Regions from separate parts of the Capra hircus genome. Here region 2 is linked to region 1. A link is a contact called in public Hi-C data. All regions are on one chromosome and are shown on one strand. The core of a region is the stretch at or near the end of the contact, and the rest is flanking DNA. Distances in the headings are between cores, read along the strand shown.

Region 1 (5,907 bases), core at 1,533-4,032:
TGGATGGTGGAAGTGATAAAGGAAGGGAAAAAAAAAAAGAGTCCCACTCCAGTATTCTTGCCTGGAGGGTCCCATGGACAGAGGAGCCTGACAGGCTACAGTCCATGAGGTCGCAAAGGGTTGGACATGAATTAAGTGACTCAGCACACACATATGCATCAAGACTATGTATTTCCTTTTTATGCTTAAATGTTATGGCTGCTGTTCAACACAACCAAGCACTTCAGCATAATGTGATGACTTGAAAGTGCCAGTCACCGCTTAAAGGGGGAATATGAGAACACACGTGCTGCCTACAGACCTGCCACGGCCGCGCCTTGTTTTCCACCCCACAATGGCTTTTATTTTTTTTTAAAGGGGAATAAACTGCTGAACTATTCCAGACGATCTGTTTACATTAAAAATCTTTGTTGTAAGACTATCTTTTTAAAGTGACTCGCAATGTTTCACTTATTTACACAGACACTGACACAGATATACGCATTACCTTTCTTTTTAAAAATTATGGTAAAACATGCATGCCATCAAATTTACCATCTGAACTATTTTTAAGTGTACAGCTAAAGTGGCATTTTTAAGTGGCATCAAGTACGTTGACACTGTTGTGCTAGTGTGAAATGAAACATTTCCTGCTGTATCACTGGGCAAGAAATTGCACAGCTGTCAGCGATTTCAGGCCTCCTAATGTGACTGAGGGCTCCCAAAACTGTGATCTAGCAGATGCCACCATCCCCAACCATGGCAATTGCTGGTGGAGTGAAGAGATGGGATGCCAGAAGCAGCCATCCACCACACCTGCCACCCCTTATGGTAAAAAAGGAATTAAGGATGTAAAGCATCTAGAAACAGATTTGCCCTCTGATAGCTGAGGTGCCTGTGAAAGGAATGAATTCAGAGAGCCCAGAGGCTTGCCTCTTTCCCTATATAGAAAACACTAAATTCCTTAGCTTGATATCTGGTTTTCCTTACTATTTAACAATAATCTTTGATGTTCAGGTTGCTTGCCCCCTTTGCTGCAAACTTGTATATAGCCTGACTCCCTCTCCTGCCTGCTCTGAGCAGATTTCACAGAGCTACTGAGAGGCTGTCTCCTGGGCTCCGGGTCCTTAACATTCCCACCAAATAAAGTAACTCTCTACTTTCAGGTTGTGGCTCATTTTTTAGTTAACACTATCATCACCATTGCTCATCTCCAGAACTCTTTTCATCCTGCAAAACTGAAACGCTACACCCATTAAACAATGATTCCCCTCTGCCCTCTCCTGACAACCACCATTCTACTTCCCATTTATGAATATGACTACTCTAAGTGTCTCACACAATGAAAATCGTGCAGTCTTTTTGTGTCTGGCTCATTTCACTTAGTGTAATATATCAGAACTTCGTTCCTTTTTCAGGTTGATAATATTCCATTGTATGGGTAAGCCATTACCTTTTTATAAATGACTTTTATCATAAGGCTAAGAGAGGTTTATTCAAAATTTGGTTTAACTCCACTAATTTCTGGTTGACCTGGGTCTTTAAGAAAAGACGCTATTTTTCCCAACAGGAGTCTGACTAGAGATCTTAGAGGAAGCTGGGGAGAAGGTGACCTAGCTGTATTCTCACACCAGAAGCTAGAGTTCCAGTGGCTCATTCCTGCCCTTGATCATCTTCATCAAAATCCCCCAGTGTAGATGGCTGGCTGTCTGAGGAATTCCTCAGAGTGGTTGTTCCCAAGGAAGTGGACCATTGCTAGGTTCCCACTTGTTCTAGGAAATCCCTTCAGAATGATTTTGTCCTGGCACTTTCTTAAAGGACTCGCCTGATTATTTGACTAATGTGGGTACAACATTTAGTAACTAATACTCTTTCTCTCAAGGGTCCCAAAGAGAAAATGGAGGAGGGGTCCTCTATCACCAGGACCAGCTCCTCGCAGCCCCTCATTAAACAGTATATTACATCCAGGCCATTCTTTGGGTTCATTCCCATCCTGGACAGTGCAAGTCCATCCGGGACACCTCTAGTCAGAGCAAGAGCAGAGGTGCGTGTGTGTGTGTGTGTGTGTGTGTGTGTGTGTGTGTGTGTGTGTGTGTGTGTGTGTGTGTGAGAGACTTGGTCTGTGTGTGTGTGTGTGTGTGTGTGTGTGAGAGACTTGGTCTGTGTGTGTGTGTGTGTGTGTGTGTGTGTGTGTGTGTGTGTGTCAGTGACTTGGTCTGTGGCCCAGGATTACAACTAACCCACTCTCAATCTGAACTCTACTTGCCTATTTGCTTTCCAGCCTCTAGACTGGAAGCCAAATGTGTGAGCAAGTTGCAAACTCACTAAGTTATTTGATTCTATTTGCAGCTGGCTGGGGTTCCCTAGTTACAGCGAAAGTGTGCCTTTAGCATTATATTAGTGACAGGCCTGGCCAGTTGCTCTCATTTGCCATGACGTCAATTGAGTCAGGAGTGTTGCCCTGTCTACAATACAGCAGAAGACTGAGCAGCTTGCACAGAGTTCCAGGGAAAACAAGGTCACTGAAGGATTACAATTTCGTTTTAAATCAGGGATCTTTTGATGCGCCAAAGGCAACTGTCAAGACATCTTCTAGGTAGGAGCAATAAACTCATTAGGACTGAGTCAATTTGGAGAATTTACCTAAAATGATGCAAAGTGCTTCCCTATTCACATGGCCGGCACCTTGGGAACTCTCTTATTTCTGTCTCCCGCAGTCAGTTGTAAGGGCTTCTGGGAGGGACTTCAGGCTTTTTTTGGTACAAGTTCCACAGGCAAGTCTCATTCAAGGATATCACATATGGTTTGAATCAGGCTTCTGGAAAACTGGCTTCAAGTTTGTGTTGCATAGCAACTCGCTATGAGAGCGAGGAACTGTCAGTGATCTCTCACCAGAGCCTGTGAATTAATTTTTATCCAATGATGCCCTGTGCTCTAAAGTATATTTTTGGCTAGGGAGTAGTGAATATTTTTTAAACAAGTATGTTTAAAATGTTCTGTTTGGAAAACAGAGCAAGGGGGGAAAAATTGATCATTCTGATCATTCTGATCTGTACGGTTACATTTTTCCGAGTGACCACTAGATGGCACTTTTCATATATAATAGAAAGCAGGACTAAATAGTGCTCTGTTGCTAAAATCATCAAAATAAATAGTGACCAACTACATGATTTCATAAGAACAAAGTGCAGCCATGGGAGATGTCTGTGAGTGTTGTTATTTTCCACGGTGTTCCATTTTATGTGTATCTAACCTGGGGGAGACACCAGATTATATAACAAAGCTAGTGCTTCGAGGCACACAGACAGGCAACCATCTCATACTTACTCATGTTCTAAAGAGAAAAGAATTCATTACAATGATTAAATAAAGAAAAAGCAACAGAGCTTATGTTTTTATCCTATTTTTCTGACTAATTTTAGCTGGGAAAACATGGGCGAAACATTATACTTACAGCATCTTGAAAACCAAAGAGCACCACCTGGACCTGACTGATCCCGTGGCTGTCAAAGTCCAGCTCCAGCTTCAGCTTAGACAGGGTGGTGGCTATGATCTTCCGGTCCGTGGACCTCACAAATTCTCTGAGGCTTGTGACGAGAGTTGTGATGTGTTCCCATTTTAGTTTAGGTTCTTCGGCCCCCTGTGAATAGTAACCAACAATCTGTCAGCCGGTCAGACTTTTCTGTACTGGATGTATCAGCCCTGGGCCTGTCGCCCTCACAGCCCCTGTTGAGAACTGAACTTTTTTATACATAGTATCAATAGCTCCCTGCTAAGGGGGAACAGCCATATTTGAACTATGGCTTCTCCCCCTGCAAAAAAAAAAAAAAAAAAAAAGAAAGGGAAGACCTTGGGAAGGACAGAAACCCACCACATATACTGTCCGACAGCCGTGATGTAGTCAGATGGACAAACAGAGACAGGCAGAGGCTGGGAGATTCCACTTTCAGAAATTATAATTGGGAGCTAAGGAGCGATTCAGGCAAAGAGCCATAGGATTTCAGGCTCAAAGTCTGCCCAGAGAGAGAAGTCACAAAACAGGGTGAGAGTACATTGAGTTATAAGGAAGCACAAGGAATAGGGTTGAGAAGGACGATTGGGAGAGAGAGAAGTAGATGGAAATGGGTGCCCACAGCAACCAAGCCAGAGAAGCACAGACTGCGGGACTTGAAGGCCTTGGAATTACACTCCAGTTTCTGTCTCTGTGAGGTTCCGAGAGACGCTGTGGTTGAACTCAACCTGAGAATCCATGTGTCTGCCTACATGTTCCTAGTCCTTCAAGTGCCCTTGAAAACACATCAATTCTTTGTCATCAAAAGCAGCTAGCATAAGTTGTCTCTTTTACACATAGTATCAATACTGTATATGTTTCAATCCCATCTCCCAATTCATACCACCCTGCCGACCCCCTCAGTATCCATACATTTGTTCTCTAGCTCTGTCTCTATTTCTGCTTTGCAAATAAGGGCGTCTATATCATTTTTCTACACATATTCATTAATATATGATATCAGTTTTTCTTTTTCTGACCTACTTCACTCATGGAATCCTAAATGGGAGGGAAACTCAAAACGAAGGGGATATATGTACATGTGGGCTTCCCAGGTGGCACAGTAGTAAAGAGCCCACCTGCCTATGCAGGAGATGCAAGAGACTTGGGTTTGATCCCTGGGTTGGGAGGATCCCCTTGAGTAGGAAATGACAACCCACCCAGTATTCTTGCCTGGAGAATCCCATAGACAGAGGAGCCTGGTGGGCTACAGTCCATGGGGTCACAAAGAATCAGACACGACTGAACATGCACATGTATGTATATGTACAGCTGATTAATTCTGCTGTGCAGTAGAAGCTAACATAATATTGCAAAGCAACTATATTCCAATAAAAATTAATTAACAATAAAAACATACAAAACACTTTGCTATTAAAAGGAGCTTGCTTCAAACTTTATCCTGGAAACCATTCTTTACACACCAATAAGGCAATCAGTAATAAGAATGGATCAAATGGATGACTTCACATATTAAAAATTAAATATTTAAACAAATTCCCTTCCTCAAGTTGAACTTCTACTTTGAGCAAGAAACGTTATTACTTAAAGGAAACATAGTAGAATGCTATTGATCCTCATTTAAGAAAGAAAGGGATTTTTATTATCCTCATTTCTATCTCGTATTGTGTATTTTGTTACTACATCATTAAAATTAAATTCCTCAACTGGGCTTTGAAAATGACAATTTCTAGGAGTCTGTTAAAATAAAAGAGAAATGCCCCATCAAGTTTGTTCTCTCAATCTATTTTCATTTGGGAGCTCCCTCTCATGTTTATGCTTTGATGAGAAAAGATTATATTGAACAGCTTGAAAGCTATCATTAAGGGAATATCTGAAAATCAGACAGGGAACAATTATAAACTTTGTTTCTTTTCTTGCCACAAACTAAATTACACTCAAAGTAAAGATTCACAGGCAATATCATAAAAACATGAAAATATGTTCGAGAAGAAAAATGTGTGTGCTATTTAGAAATTGGAAGCTTATCTTAGTGAAAAATCAGTTACATGTTTGCCAGCAGTTTAAACAGCAAACATTTTTTGGACATTTGCTTTGTTTCCACAACAGAAAAATATGCTTCTGCTGGTGTTTTGATGTCACTGTCCCTGTCCTACAAAGGAACACTATCTACCCTGGGAAATGTTTTTCATCTGGGGAATTTCATCACCTACATAATGGTCATAATAATGGTTGTTTCTGTTCTCAAGCCTGCCTCCCTACGTGTACTCATTAACATGCCTTTATAAACAAGCATCTTAGGTTATCAGGTGAGACTGATTCAGTATCAGAAGGTAGCATCTGACAGTGTGCCTTTCCTGAACACTCAAGAGGACCATCCTAGATTCTCTGGCAAAGGGGCTCTGCCTTCTTTGTTC
Region 2 (5,391 bases), core at 2,151-4,650, 200 kb after region 1:
AAAGACTCAGACCAAACTAGAGGGATAAAGTTCTTCCCACTATGTCATAACCATTCAACTTTCAAGTGGCAGTAGTAGATGTAGAGAAGAGGTCAGCATGGGGCCAAAACCTTACCAGGCCTGTTTTTGTAAGGCCTGCAAGCTAGGAATGGTTTTTCTATTTTTTACATGGTTGAGAAAAAAAAAGAAAAATCAAAAGAATATCACTTTGTGAATAATATGAGATATAAATTTCATAAATCTGACAACATCCATTAACCAAATTTTGTTGGAATACAGCCATGATGATTTATTTAGGTCCTCTTTATGGCTCCGCTTGAGTAACACCTGCAGAGTCGAGGAGGTGTGAGAGACACCTCCAGCGAAATCTACAACGTTTATGCCATCTGGCCCTTTACAGAGGACAAGCAAGTGCTCTCTTAGAAATCAGAAGTCGAGTTCTACTACTGTTCACCTTGGCCTCCCTCAGTTTAGAAAACAAAACCGATACCATTTTCATTCTGTCACATCTTCAACGTTTTCTTGCTGAATGAGAGACCTGAGGGTTCATGTCACAGGCAGGGGTGAAACTGGGGCCTGCCTAGTTGAGCTCACCAGTGGGATGGGACAGAGCTGGCCCGGAAACACTGGTCTCCCTAGAATATGCCCTCCTCCCCACTATTCCACAAAGCACACAATGGCTCACAGGGTCCCTGCCAGCTCTCTACCATGAGTTTGACATCTCCCTCTCTTAATTCTGAGAACAAATCAGTCCAGCTAAATGGAGGTAGCAAGGGTGAAGCCGGACCTTTTAGAGTCAGGCACTCAAAGTGGGACCCTCCATTGACCAGTTATTATCCATGACCTTGAACCAGTGATGGAGCCCTTGGTTTTCTCATCTAAGAAGATAGCTAAGTACTACTTCCCTCATAGGCTTGTTTGGAGTATTAAATGAGATACATTTCAAATGTCTGGTACCTTCTAATCTTTCTCTCTCCCTTTCCCAGAGATAGTATTTGGAGAATAAACATTACATGAACCTTGTTAGGAAAGTCTTTCAAATTAGCTTAAAGATTATTTTATTGAAAAAATACCCAATCTATCAAAACAATAAAAATAGGTTTAGCATTTCATTGGGTGTTTTCCTCATATATCTTTCAGTTCTTTGAAGCTTTTTTCAAATTATAATCCAAAAATAAAAATGCTGTATTTTTTAGAAATGTTATATTTATGTAATTTTTACAGCAAGTCACACAAAGAACCGAGCTAAACTATGTTCTACCCATGTCCAGTTATGAAGACTAAGATGGTAAAATACACCAGAACCAGAAAATCCTAGTTTATTTAATCTGGCTTCCTTAACATGAAGTTCTTGTTCTTAAAATATTCAGTTTTGGCTGAATTCCAAGACTGACATAAGCCTTCTTCAGGTGTTCTGAAAAGACTGAAGAGAATCAGAACTGGAAACAAGACTGGAATATAAAACCTTCTATGTGATCACAATGCAAGAAACTTATTGTCTGAAAGCACCATTAAATCAAATTTTATGCCCACACTTATAAAAAATATGTATATATTCTCAACATTGGTTGTACAGGGTGCTAAAGGTTAATTTCAGTAACATGCTTTTATCTCTAACATTTGCTAACAGATAGCAAATTGCTTCAGTCACTTGAATTGCAGTGACACTTTCTGAAATCTGTAATAGGCTGAAAAGATTATTTTTCGTGAATTACTCTAGCAGTCACTTTAATGGGCACACTTTAATGGCCAACCTAACTTAGTTACTAAAACTGCATATCAGCGTTTTACATAATGTTAAATTATCTACTTGCCAGCCCATCGGGGTATATGGAGTCATAAAAAACATACTCTGCTCTTTTTCACCAAAATTCCAACAGAGATATCACGCAAGTTTAGTGTCAAGTTACAAAAGTTGCTTTTCAAAGTAATTACTTGACAATTCAAATTGGTAAGAGATGGGAAATCAAGCCACTAAACTTCAGGGAAAGGGAGTTGGGAAGATCGTGACATAACATGCAAATTCACACAGATCCGCTCTGCGTGCAGCTGGCTGCGTGGCAGAAGTCAGAATTTTTGTACTCTCAAAAGTACACGGAAAAAAATGAGGACATCTTCTAAAACAGGCACAGGTATATATAGAAGGAAAATGTGGGCCAAATCTAACAGAAGAGAAACCAAAACACTGAATAGGGCAGGGCTGACTGGGACAAGTAACTCGCACTGCAGGCGAACAGAAGTTCTTCAAGAGGACCACACGCACCCCTGGATTCCCAGAGCGGGCCGGCGGCCGGGGGGTCAGACTCTCTGCCACGAGCTGCGAGCGAGCCGAGCAGTCACGCAGCGCCGCTCGCTGCCCCTAAGGTGGGGCAAGAAGTAAATAAGTAAGATGCTCGATTGCTGCCCAGAAACTGATCGATTTTTCCTACGGGGGCAGGGGGGTGGGGGTGGGAAACAACAGCTTTCCCCCTGCGGTGGCCCCCGACCGCGGAGCCTGGGGCCCAGCATTGTGAAGTCGCACGCACCTGCATTGTAAAATCGGTCCAGCACCGCAGTTTCTCCAAAGTCCAGTTTCCCAAAATGCAGGGTCTCCAGGGCGGCGCCCACCGTCTCGCAAGCCTCCCGCAGGCACTGCAGGGCCTCGCTCTCGGCCACCACCAGCTGCCCCTGGCTCGCCTCGTTGATGACATAGGCCACCGTGGTCCGTCGGCCGCCTCCGCCCCCAGAGTTGCCCCGGCACCGGGTGGCGCTGCTCCCAGAGGTGGCACTGGGACACCCGGCGCCGGGAGCGGCGGCACTTTCCACGTTCCAGAAGCTGCCCGGTGGCGGCGGTGGCAGCTGGGTCTCCTCGCCCTCGGCCGCCGTCGCCGCTCCTCCCCTCCGGTAGCTGCCGCCCTCGGCGAAGGGTGGCACGGAGAAAGTGATGCCCTCGCCCGCCTCCGCGCTCATCTCTCCCGGCCGGACTGCCGCGGCGGCGTCTCCCGCCCAGCCGCACCGTCTGGCCAGCCACAGCTCGGGGCTGCTCCGTGCGCGCCTGGCTAAGCAGCTGCCATCCCGCGTTGCGCCTTCCGCGCCGCGCCGCCGCCTCCTCTCCGGCGCCCTCTCCCCCGAAGGGACGCCGCTGCCCGGCGGCGGCTCGCCCCTCCTCGGCGCCTCCGTGGCCGCGCCGCTCGCCCGCTGCAGGGTGTAGAGTACAAGGGGTGGGGAGCCGGGCTGAGCGGGAAGGGACAGGGCTTCCTTTTCTTGGCCGGCGGACAAGTCGGCTCGCGAACCTGCTAGGCGGTGCGGCTCAAGGGCGCCGCTCTCCGGGTGCGATGCGCCCTGGCCACCCGGGAGCGCGGTCCCGGCTCCTTCCGTGCCGGGCACCCTGGGAGGGGCCGGGGAGGGCGCCCTCTGGGTGGGGAGCTACCTGGCCAGCACCTCGCGGGCGGGCAGACTCCCTGGACCGCGTCCCGGAACAGCGGCAGCGGCCGCCGAAGGGATCCGCCTCCTTCCTCGGCGGCAGCTCCCCTTCATCGGCTCTATTTCCTCCTCCTGCCCCGGCCCCGTTCTCTTCCGATTGCCGCGGCCGCTTCGTCCCCGGCACCAGCCTGGTAGCTCGAGTCTCCCCGCTCCTTGAAGCCGCTCGCCCGGTCCGCCACCGGCTTTTTGCCGCCCACTCGTCGCGGCACCGAAAGTCTGGGCCCGCCCCGGGGGAGGGCGCTGCTGGGAAGCTCGAGTCCGGACGAAACCGACCGCGTCGCGGCTCCGGGACCACGGCCCAGCCCGGAGCACCGCGCGAGGCCAAGGTTCTCCTCCGTCACCCACTGGGCTCCCCACCCAAGACAACCTGGAGTAGGCAAAAGCCCGGAGAGCACGCGACTATAGGATGGCACAAAAAAAGTCTCTCTTGCGAATACTCGGGTCTTCTCAGCCAGCGCCAGGAGGCACGCGCCACGTTCCCCGTAACCACGGCGCCCTCCTCCGGCCGGTGCCGGCCTAGCACCGCCGTGCGGTCGGGTCCCATGTGCGCCCGGGGAGCAAGAGGGCAGCGTGGGGAGGCCCGCGTGGCGCTAGGCCCGAGGATTTTAACTACGGTCCTGCAGGCGGCCTCAACTGGAGAGTGGTGTATTGGTGACAGTGGCTCTGCGGGAGTGGCAGGCTGAATTTATCGGGTCTGCCCCTGGTACTTTACGTTTTCAAGTTTTCAATAGCTCTGCTGTCGTGAATCGGAGAAGGCGATGGCACCCCACTCCAGTACTCTTGCCTGGAAAATCCCGTGGGCGGAGGAGCCTGGTAGGCTGCAGTCCATGGGGTCGCGAAGAGTCGGACACGACTGAGCGACCTCGCTTTTACTTTTCACTTTCATGCATTGGAGAAGGCAATGGCAACCCACCCCAGTGTTCTTGCCTGGAGAATCCCAGGGACGGGGGAGCCTGGTGGGCTGCCGTCTATGGGGTCGCACAGAGTTGGACACGACTTAGCAGCAGCAGCAGCAGCTGTCGTGAATAATTGATTAGCTCCAAGTGCTGAACGGTATAGTATTTGCATTCCCATTTGAGTTTATAAAATTTCCCCCAACGCACCGTATACTTACTTGAGTTAGAAAACCGGTTCTATCCTGGACTTGGCAAATCATCTATCTGCCAGATGAAAGAGGGAAATTAAGCAATTACTTCAATTTTTTTTAATTGCACTAGGGGTGGGGCTGGGGAGCGGGGAATGCCTGGCTTGCTTAAGAGCAATCAAAGAGTATCTACTTACTTGGGAAGTAAAAACATATGTGCAAGTTCTCAGAGAACTTCTCCAGAATGCTATAACTTCAGGAGAATCAGTGGAACCTACAGTGAAATAAAGTAACAGGTTTGGACTTTGCATCTCCAGGAAGCGAGATGATTAAGTTCTATGAAAAAGGTAGAAGAATACTGCAAATTACATGCAAGCTAGGCGGGAAGGGGCGCTTCCCTGCTGGGTCAGTGGTGAAGAATCCATCTGCCAGTGCCAGAGTGGTGGGTTCTGTTCCTGAGTGGGTAAGAAGGAAATGTCAACCCACTCCAGTATTCTTGCCTGAGAAATCCCATGGACAGAGGAGCTTGGCAAGCTACAGTCCATGGGGTTGCAAGTATCAGATGACTAAACAACAGGGGGAAAGGAGGGATAAAATAGTTAAGTAGGAAGGGGTTAAAAGAAGAAAGGAAATAATGAGGGGAAACACCTAGCAACTGAACAATTGTATCTGCACAACTGTATCCTCAATGAAGCCAAGTGACCTTAGCTTTTTCTAAAGATTTGTAAAATAATGGAAGTAAACTTCTGGTAAGGAAATTGCAATCTATGTGATCCACATCTGCTTTTGAACTTGATACCATAGGAAAATAGATATTTAACGAATTGCTGATCATACAGAAGCAA

What was found. A called contact is a pair of places that touch in the nucleus more often than the background predicts.
Region 2: a Hi-C map of blood shows a contact between it and region 1, with 2.8 times the contacts expected there. The contact joins the promoter of MAP3K5 here to the enhancer-like site in region 1. A contact is called at or near these places in 4 of 5 Hi-C or Micro-C datasets (blood and liver).

What each region holds. Positions count from the first base shown.
Region 1 is chr9:61,678,714-61,684,620 of ARS1.2, forward strand. MAP3K5 (mitogen-activated protein kinase kinase kinase 5) reads right to left here. Exons shown (of 30, transcript XM_005684842.3): 24 at 3,434-3,619. Among named protein-coding and RNA genes, the nearest start is that of MAP7, 30 kb to the left of the region's middle. Within about 2 kb of position 2,783, at least 2 of the 5 cell types and tissues checked have an H3K27ac peak or open chromatin away from gene starts, as enhancers often do.
Region 2 is chr9:61,882,158-61,887,548 of ARS1.2, forward strand. It overlaps MAP3K5 (mitogen-activated protein kinase kinase kinase 5), which reads right to left and starts at 3,401. Exons shown (of 30, transcript XM_005684842.3): 1 at 2,526-3,401. The coding sequence starts at 2,949.